Linked DNA regions of Mus musculus: region 2 is linked to region 1. A link is a contact called in public Hi-C data. All regions are on one chromosome and are shown on one strand. Each heading gives the region's core, a stretch centred on a gene start, on an enhancer-like site or on the middle of the called end of the contact. The rest is flanking DNA. Distances are from core to core; before and after follow the strand shown. Region 1 overlaps Flt3 (FMS-like tyrosine kinase 3). Region 2 overlaps Pan3 (PAN3 poly(A) specific ribonuclease subunit).

Region 1 (4,870 bases), core at 733-3,232:
GATCTGCACCACTAGGCCTGTCAGATATGATGCACTTTTATTCTGAAAGCCAGTTCTTTATCCAAAAGGGATTCTGTTCTCGCACGCACACACGCACGCACAGGAAGCCGGCTGTTAGAAGCGTCTCTGGAGCTAGGCGAAGGCCCCCTTTGGCACTTCTTTGGCTCATAGCTCCAGGGATGCCTCAGATGACTGCAGCTGAGTTAACTTAGGACTCAGCCAGTGTTCTCGGGATGTATGACAGTCATGGGTCTCTGTCCTCTGTAACTGTTGTGAGTCTCTCTCTGAAGGTGTAAGTCACAGACCATGTCATTCAAGCCTCTCTCTTCCAGTGTGTCCACAGAGACCTGGCAGCCAGGAATGTGTTGGTCACCCACGGGAAGGTGGTGAAGATCTGTGACTTTGGACTGGCCCGAGACATCCTGAGCGACTCCAGCTACGTCGTCAGGGGCAACGTGAGCCGTTTGCTTTTTGTCACGAGTACAGGAAACACCTGCACTCTCTGTGATGCGTTTTTGATTTATGGTGACACCAAGGGGAGAAAAAAAAAACTCCCAGTGCTTCACTTCTTTAGGCTGAAAAGATTGTTTTGTGCTCACTAAGAGCTAAGCAAAATAGCCACGCATCTCTGGGGGGCTGGCCACTCAGAACAGATCCATTAGGGGTTGGCATGAGATCTTCACCTGAAAAAAAAAATGCCCTTACTCAGACCTGTTTCGGTTTCCTTAGCTATAAAGTGGCTTTATATGTGTTTTATGTTTCCGATCATGAGACAAGCTAGCATGTATAAAAAGCTTTTTGTTTTTTTTTTTTCTGAACAGGCAGCACACAGGTATTCACTATAAAGTTTAAAGGTGCTGTAGTTAACTGGTAGCGTTTGTTACCCTGTTACTATATGAAGAGTTCAGGAAGACTCCAAATACAACATAACTGACATGTGTTCGTTCAAAGAGAATGTGAGGGGGCCAGAGAGATGGCTCAGTGGTTAAGAGCATAGAGTGCTTTTCCAGGGGACCCAAGTTTGATACCCAGCACCCACGGCAGGATGCTCGCAAGCATCTATAACTCCAGCTCCAAGGAATCTAGTGCCTCTGGCCTCTTTGGACATGTGTGCTCATGTGCACATACTTACACATAAGTGAAAATCAATTCAAAGTATGATGAGGCAAAAAATGAATGTTTAAGAAGGGAAGAAAGAGAGAGAGAAAGAAAGATAGACAGAAAATGATAGATAGATAAACAGACAAATGATTGATAGATAAACAGACAGAAGACATATAGACAATGATAGACAGACAGATAGACAGTGAGATGTCTCAGCAGGTAAAGGTAGTTGCTACCAAGCCTGAGGGCTGGAGTTGCCCCCCAAAAACACATGGTGGAAAAACTGGAATGGTATAAGTTGACCTCTGACCTTCACCTGTGTGCCGAGCATGCACCCTCCCCCAGCGCCCACACACATGCACAGGAATAAAAACATAATTATTCTTCTTTTCATTTTTCAAGACAGGGTTTCTCTGTGTAGCCCTGGCTGTCCTGGAACTCACTCTGTAGACCAGGCTGGCCTCGGAACTCAGACAGAGATCTGCCTGCCTCTGCCTCTGCCTCTGCCTCTGGAGCACTGGGGCTAAGGATGTGCGCTGCCACCATGTCCCCCTGGCATCAAATTTTTAAAGAAAGAAAGAATGAAATGAACAGTAAGGGCTGAAGAGCTCAGGCGTAGAGCTCTGGCCTGGCCTTCGCGAGGCTTTGGTTCAAGCCTCAGAATGAGGAAGAAAAAGAAGGAATTAGGACACCTTGGTGCAAGTCCCCCTGGTGCTGTGTGTTCAGCCAGTGCTGGGGGAGGGGGGCAGGGGGGAGGGGGAGGGGAGTCTCAGTACCATCATCCCTGCTTATGAAATGACAGCAGCCCAGGCTGCCCCAGTTCCTCCTCTCTGCTCGACACTCTCAGTACTCACTTCGGTCTGAAAATACCCACTCTGTGAAGAGGAAATTGAGACAAAGAAAAGCAACTTGCCCGCGGTTGCTAACTTGCCCCGTGTGGATGTGAGCGTGCAGAGCCTGCATCCCTGTCGTTCACGGTGGTGTCCTCCTGACTAACTTCCTACAGGATTCTGATTTTACTTCCTAGGTTCTCAGAAACCAACCAATACAATCAATGACATAGCCCTTTAACCCAAAATGAGAACTCCAATGAATGCTCATCTCAGGTGGCTTAGAGCCGGTTCCCAGGGATGGTCGCTGGCTGTGGTTACAGTACACTGACCTCTCTGTGTGCTTATGGGGTTTTCACCCCACCAGTGGGCTCTCCTGTGGGAAGGTGAATTCCGTTCAGAACCTTCTGTTAATGAATCAGGTAACCCAGCCTGGACCACAGATTGGGCCAGTGACTCCATTTGCATAGGATTTAAAAGAGGATTTCCTTCTGGGGCTCTTCTTTAGCCTGGCCAATTAAACACATGAGGTTCCTACTGGAACCAAATCAGAACAAAACTCCGTGCCCCAGGAGCTAACCAGCCACTGTGTCCTGATGCAAATCAAAGCCTGTGCAAACAGAGGCCAACCCCCTGTCCCGCCTCTGGAAGTTATTCAAGCCCCGGAGGGCAGCTATGGTTACTCTAGGCATGATCACGTAAGTCCTTGAGGGCGATGCTTCTCAGTTCTGAGGAAAGCTCCCGTAAATGATTCTCCCCGCGGCCTTGAACTTGTCGACCTCTGAGCAAATACAGAGCTCTTCCTTAACGAACGAACGGCATCGCTACGGCACTTGCCAATCCCAAGCACAAGCCTGTGTCCAAGATGACTTTTAAAGAAGTGTATTTTGCCAGGAGTGGTGCCCTACGCCTTTAAACCCAGCTCTCAGGAGGCAAAGGCAGGTTGATTTGTGTGTTTGAGGCCCTATTCTGCTTATGTCACCAGAGCTACATAGTGAGACCTTGTCTCAAAATAGAAAAACAGATGAGCTGGACGGTGGTGGCGCACGTCTTTAATCCCAGCACTTGGGAGGCAGAGGCAGGTGGATTTCTGAGTTCGAGGCCAGCCTGGTCTACAGAGTGAGTTCCAGGACAGCCAGGGCTACACAGAGAAACCCTGTCTCAAAAAAGAAAAGAAAAAAAAAAGGAAAACAAATGATAGATAGATAGATAGATAGATAGATAGATAGATAGATAGATAGATAGATAGAGATAGAGAGAGAGAGAGAGATAGCTATAGGTAGGTAGGTAGATAGGTAGGTATAGACAGGTAGATAGATAAACAGATACTTAGATAGATGTTAAATATAGATAATAGATGATAATGGGTGGATAGATGGATAGATAGATAAGAAACGTATTTCTAAAAAGCTTCTACTTTTTCTTTTTTTCTAGAACATGATTTTAATATTTTCAACTTAATATTCAACAGACAGAATAATTATTTTAAGATATATTTTGTTGTTATGTCTCCTTTTCATTTCTGATGTTATTAATTTGAATACTGTCTCTGTGCCCTCTGGTTAGTCAGGCTAAGGGTCTATCTATCTTGTTTTTTCTCAAAGAACCAGCTCCTGGTTTTGTTGATTCTTTATAGAGTTCTTTTTGTTTCTATTTGGCTGATTTCAGCCCTGAGTTTGACTATTTCCTGCCGTCTACTCCTCTTGGGTGTATTTGCTTTGTTTTGTTCTAGAGCTTTCATGTGTGCTGTCAAGCTGCTAGTGTGTGCTCTCTCCAGTTTCTTTTTGGAAGCACTCAGAGCTATGAGTTTTCCTCTTAGCACTGCTTTCATTGTGTCCCATAAGCTTTGATATGATGTGCCTTCATTTTCATTAAATTCTAAAAAGATAGACTTTACTTTCTTTTTTTATTTCTTCCTTGACCAAGTTATCATTGAGCAGAGCATTGTTCAGCTTCTGTGTGTATGTGTGCTTTCTGTTGTTTTTGTTGGTATTTAAGACCAGCCTTAGTCTGTGGTGATCTGATAGGGTATATGGGATTATTTCAGTCTTCTTGTATCTGTTGAGGCCTGTTTTGTGACCAATTATATGGTCAGTTTTGAAGAAGGTACTGTGAGGTGCTGAGAAGAAGGTATATTCTTTTGCTTTAGGATGAAATGTTCTATAAATACCTGTTAGATCCATTTGGTTCATAATTTCTGTTAGTTTCACTGTGTCTCGATTTAGTTTCTGTTTCCATGATCTGTCCATTGCTGAGAGTGGGGTGTTGAAGTCTCCCGCTATTATTGTGTGGGGTGCAATGTGTGCTTTGAGCTTTAGTAAAGTCTCTTTTATGACTGTGGATGCCCTTGCATTTGGAGCATAGATGTTCAGAACAGAGAATTCATCTTCTTAGATTTTTCCTTTGACCAGTATAAAGTGTCCTTCCTTATCTTTTTTGATAACTTTTGGTTGAAAGTTGATTTTATTCGATATTAGAATGGATACTCCAGCTTGTTTCCTGAAACAATTTGCTTGGAAAATTGTTTTCCAGCCTTTTACTCTGAGGTCGTGTCAGTCTTTGTCACTGAGGTGCATTTCCTGTGTGCAGCAAAATGCTGGGTCCTGTTTATGTATCCAGTCTGTTAGTCTATGTCTTTTTATTGGGGAATTGAGTCCATTGATGTTAATAGATATTAAGGAAAAGTGATTGTTACTTCCTGTTATTTTTGTTGTTAGAGGTGGAATTATGTTTGTGTGGCTATCTTCTTCTGGGTTTGTTGAAAGATTACTTTCTTGTTTTTTCTAGGATGTAGTTTCTCTTCTTGTGAAGTGTTTTCCATCTATTATCCTTTGTAGGGCTGGATTTATGGAAAGATACTGTGTAAATTTGGTTTTGTCATGGAATATCTTGGTTTCTCTGTCTATGGCAATTTAGAGTTTTGCTGGGTATAATAG
Region 2 (4,955 bases), core at 826-3,325, 190 kb before region 1:
AGATAGATAGATAGATAGATAGATAGATAGATAGACGTAGATAAAGTGAATGTGTAACTATGGCTTGGGACAATGTTTTAAACAAGTACATATACACGAACCATTTCCTCTCAATTTGTACAGAATGAAGACATTACATTCTATAAAGAAGTTTTTAGAAGTCTCCAAACAGCTTTTAGCGGGAACCGCTAAGAAGATGTCAGAGAGAACCCAAGAGAGTCCTGAATCCGTGTGACTTTGAGGGCTGGAGCACAGCTGAGCACGCATCAAGACTGCAAGTCAGCCCACAGCACCATGACCAAAAGGAAGAATGTTTAAATAAAGTTACACAACTGATATGATCATAAGGAGGAGGATCAGTTATCCTGTTTTGTTGTTTTTGTTTATATTCAAACAGGATCCACTATGTAGCCCTGGCTGTCCTGGAAATACTCACTGTATAAACTGGGCTGGCCTTGAACTCAGCTATCTGTCTCAATCTGTCTTCTAGGTGCTGCAATTAAAGGCATGTGGCATTACACCCAGCTATTTTTTTTGTTGTTGTTGTTTTTCTGAGACGAGGACTGTACTCTGTAACCCTCCAATTTGTAGCAATTCTCCTGACTTAGCCTCCTAGATGCTACAATTCTTAGAGTGAGGACTTACAGCAAACACATAGGTCTTACTTTCCATCAGATTCCATTCTAACTGCTCCATTCACTTCATTTTAATCTCTATAGTTTCTATATAAATACACTTTCACTATCTCATATCATCCCCATTTTCTAAATAATGCACTTATGACAAACATGCCTTTTTAAAGAAGTTGTTGCTAAAACAGTTATTCAGTAGGAGAAAACAGTAAGGCATTCATATGTGTAAGGAGTATAGTGGGGGTTATAAGAGTCTAATGCATGGAAGAACAGAGACTGAGAAAATGTAGAAACTGAGAGAGATGTTTCCAGTCCTAGAAAAAATACAGACTTCTAAAATGGGTAACATGCTCTGAGTAGTTCTCAACAAGGAACACTGGCAGTGCATGCAGTTATTTCTGGCATCAGAGCTGAGGTATAGGGGTATCCAGAAGACAAGCACCACTGTCCAACAACCCACAATACAGGGTAGATTCCACAGAACAAATGATGTGTGGCCCAAGTGTCAACAGAGCCAAGGTTAAGATAGCGATAAATAAAGCTAACAGCCATCTCACAAGAGTTATTACTAAAATAAATATGAGCCACAACCACACATCTTCAGGGAAAGCTGCCACCACATCCTCCAAAAACCTGTGCCCGTGTCTACAGACGACAGCACAAAAGGAGAAGCCACCACACTGCCTGACAGGCTTCCACCACCAATTCAACAACTATGTTGAAACCACAACTGCTTTCAACTGTCAGAATGCAGAAGCAAGGTTATGAGCACACCCAAGTATTATGTTTTGTGTTCAAGAGAATCTTAAGATTAAAAACTACAGCTAACAAGGTGAAGCTTCATTCTTGGTTCCACACAAAATCAGACTACCTACAAAAATATAAATTTTGACATCTCAAATTGGATTTACGTTTTCTGTGGTGTCATTTTCCTTCTAAAGGAGCATGTTTTAGACTGCAATTATAAATTTCTAGGTCCCTTGAAATATCTGAATTATAAAATGACTATTTAAGCAAATATTAGGAAAGAAGGAGAAGACGAAAGAACTTCTCTTCCATTTTAAAGTAAAGTCGCTTTTTAAAAAACTAACTTGACGTTTAACAAACAAAAGAATGTTTCTAGGGAAATGATTTCATAGATGACCATACAGTCACACTGGGTGGGAAGACTATCAAATGATGTTCATAGGAAATTTTATATCCTATGGGATATATCCAAAATAAACCAAAAATACTGGTATAAAATATGAGTCAATATACACATTTTTCCTAACTTGCTGCAAACCAACTCCAATTCTTTGAGATACTTTATAAAAATGCAGTAAGACCCTTAAAATGGCAAGAAAACCTTTGTGCATGTCTTCATAAGAAACTCCTCGCCAGGTCAAAAGCATGCATCAAAACAGTCTGCTCGCATCTCTTGCTTACCCCACTTCCTCTTTGTGAAGTAGGCATCAGAATTCGGGTCGTTAAAGTGTCTGCTCATCATAGTTTCTCCTCCAGCATGGAAATCATAGGCGAACACCAGAGCTTACAAAGAAACAGAAACACACATCACACAAGTCTGGCTCCACACAGGGAAGCCCATGAGCAGGACCCACAGGACTGGGTACTTACAAGGCTCGGCAAATGCTTTAGTGGTAAACACTTCACGCAGAGTTACAATATTTGAGTGCTGAATTTTTTTCCACATATCAACCAACACCATGCACTTTGTGTTAACAAGACGAAAACCTAAAGAAGAAAATTCTCTACTACAATCAACTGTAAATGATAGCTCAAGAGAAATTTGAATTTTTAAAAATGGTCTATGTTGGCTGTAAAGTATTAATCTTCAAATGGGGACAAAAAAAAAAAAGAAGAAAAATAAAAGAAACCTTGTTTTCCAAGCACGCATAATAAGACAGCACTGTTTATATGAAAGTATGAATAATCTTAGCAAGAGTAGTATACTTCTGAGGAAATCCACCTTCCTTACCATGTATCCTCCGAAGGCAATATGGCAGATCATCTTTGCTATTTACAGCTTTGTAGCAAGACGTGATATATCCAAAATTACTTGATTTCTGTATCCGGTTGGGAGGTGGCAGTGGTTCTAGAGGGAACAGGCTATGGTAGCTGTCAACTTCTGTGGGGACTGCTAGAGTAAGTGGCAGAAAGACAACTGTCAATGACAGGCATTCACAAACCTCTCACAGCATTAAAGAAGCAAGCACACGCATCACTACCCACTGTCAAACCCCAACAGACTTGTGTCAGGAGGCAGTGCTGTCTGACAGGCTTGTTATAAACCCAACTAAGCTTCAGTACCAACAGGTTAGGGGCAGCCAAGCACAACTGAAGCTCACATTCTCCTGTCTCTTAGCAGCACAATATAGGGATTTTTGTTCTCAGAAATAATTATTAAAAATGAGTTATTGATATATTAAACATTTTATTCTAATATTAATAAAAATCAAGGTAGATTTTGAATTATCTTTAGAGCATAAATTTAAAATAAGTTGTATGAAATTGATAAGGGTAGCATATATATGTATGAACCTATGTGACATTTGCCATCAAAACTCTTACAAGTCTCCTCTGGCTCGACTGGGTACAACTAAAGAAACTATGCTTCCCCCAATAATTAAGAGGTGCAGTGCCCACAAGGAAATTAACAGTCAAGTGACAGCACAAGAGCAAACCAACTATGATATTTGGAACAACCTTTTTGATGACTACCATGGTTTTTAACAACAAACAAACAAATAGACAAGGTAAAAGATAAACTCTACTCAATACGCAAGGGTCTCCACAGCAAACGCTATCTGGCTTCAGAAGCTGTACATCTTGAATTTCCATGCAATGGCTGTACATGATTTGTTTAAAAGAGGTCACGACAAGGCTATGAGTATAGGATTTTTTAGCGCTGTCCTTTCAACCGGTCACACTTGTTCGCACCACTGTTCGAGTTAACAACTACCAAGCTCCGGAAGCTTCCTCTTGATTCCCATGGGGCACAGCTCTCTGTGCTGTGGTCCCAACTCTGGGCCCTATTTACCATTAGCTGCTGGCTTATTTTATGAGTGCTGTCTTGTAGTAAGATGTGTTCCTTTTATATCTGGTTAATTTAGTTTTTATCAAAGGGATGCTGAATCTTAAAAAACAGGTATTATTAACTATTAGTCTATTCTATGCGTTCAGCTCTAAAAATTCCACATATTTGATCATGACTAAAGGGGTGCTTAGTAATAAAATAATTGATGTAAAAAATATACTGCAGAGATAAAAGCCCAAAAGTCAAAGATGAGTTAGATTAAGAGCTCTTGAGTATACAGAACTCGCTGCAGTAAGCCTATGTCACGTCTCTCAACCTTGGCATAACTGCCCCCGGGAAGAGCTGTCCCGCATACTGCAGGGGGTGTTCAGAGCACTCCCGGCCTCCGTCCGCTGCGCGCTATGCAACACTGCTTACAGCGATGATGACTCAGAAGGCTCTGGACATTGCTAACGACTTCTGAGATGTAAAACATGCTTGGCTACACATATTTAGTCCACACTGAGGAGACGGAAAGAAAGAGGACAGCAAGAACAGATTAAGAAGAGATGAGCCAGTGTGAGGCTTTAAGGCTAATAAGATAGTGAACATGGCCAAGCATTCATCCCACCCCAACCGTCAGGAAACAGAAGCAGAGGCAGGCAGTTTTCTGAGTTCCAGGCCAGCCAGGGCAACACAGTCAAACTGTCAAACAAAAGACTAATAAAGCCGGGCAGTGGTGGCGCATGTCTTTAATCCCAGCACTTGGGAGGCAGAGGCAGGTGGATTTCTGAGTTCGAGGCCAGCCTGGTCTACAGAGTTCCAGGACAGCCAGGGCTACAGAGAAACCCTGTCTCGAACCCCCCCACCCCAATTAAAAAAAAAAAAAAAAAAAAAAAAGAAATGCTTTAAAAAAAAAAAAGACTAATAGAAACAAAGCACATATAGTGAACCTCAGAAACAAAACTATCAGTTACAAAAATGAAAGACTCTTTGATTAGGATGTGTTTGAACACAGCTGTATAAGACTAAATCTTTAGTTTATATTACTCAAGTCACTGGTTCATGCCTATGCAACACCACAGAGTGTTAATTTTAGTTATGTAACTTCATAAAAAGGTGCACGTTGGATGTAGTCACGTCCATGTCACTTTTAAATCGCATTCATAAGTTTCTTCTGTGTTGCTGTCTATCAGTATACTTTCTTCCATAATGTCCTACTAATCCATCCACTATTCTTCAGATGAGCATTCAGACTGCTTCAGGTTTCCACTGCTGTGTGTACATTTATGACTATCTTATATCTC

What was found. Hi-C and Micro-C count contacts between places; a contact is called where the count stands out from the background.
Region 2: a Hi-C map of pro-B cells shows a contact between it and region 1, with 4 times the contacts expected there. The contact joins two enhancer-like sites. A contact is called at or near these places in 1 of 15 datasets of contacts at CTCF or cohesin (pro-B cells), 17 of 484 Hi-C or Micro-C datasets (B cells, CD4 T cells, CD8 T cells and 11 more) and 3 of 9 other capture datasets (adipose tissue, liver and pancreatic islet).

Annotation. Positions count from the first base shown.
Region 1 is chr5:147,336,798-147,341,667 of GRCm38.p6, reverse strand. It overlaps Flt3 (FMS-like tyrosine kinase 3), which reads left to right. Exons shown (of 24, transcript NM_010229.2): 20 at 333-455. Among named protein-coding and RNA genes, the nearest start is that of Urad, 17 kb to the right of the region's middle. Within about 2 kb of position 1,982, at least 56 of the 459 cell types and tissues checked have an H3K27ac peak or open chromatin away from gene starts, as enhancers often do. A contact at or near this core is called in B cells, CD8 T cells, LSK cells and 1 more, where this site is marked.
Region 2 is chr5:147,524,336-147,529,290 of GRCm38.p6, reverse strand. It overlaps Pan3 (PAN3 poly(A) specific ribonuclease subunit), which reads right to left. Exons shown (of 19, transcript NM_028291.5): 9 at 2,611-2,772; 10 at 2,250-2,366; 11 at 2,061-2,162. Among named protein-coding and RNA genes, the nearest start is that of Pan3, 97 kb to the right of the region's middle. Within about 2 kb of position 2,075, at least 77 of the 459 cell types and tissues checked have an H3K27ac peak or open chromatin away from gene starts, as enhancers often do. A contact at or near this core is called in B cells, CD8 T cells, LSK cells and 1 more, where this site is marked.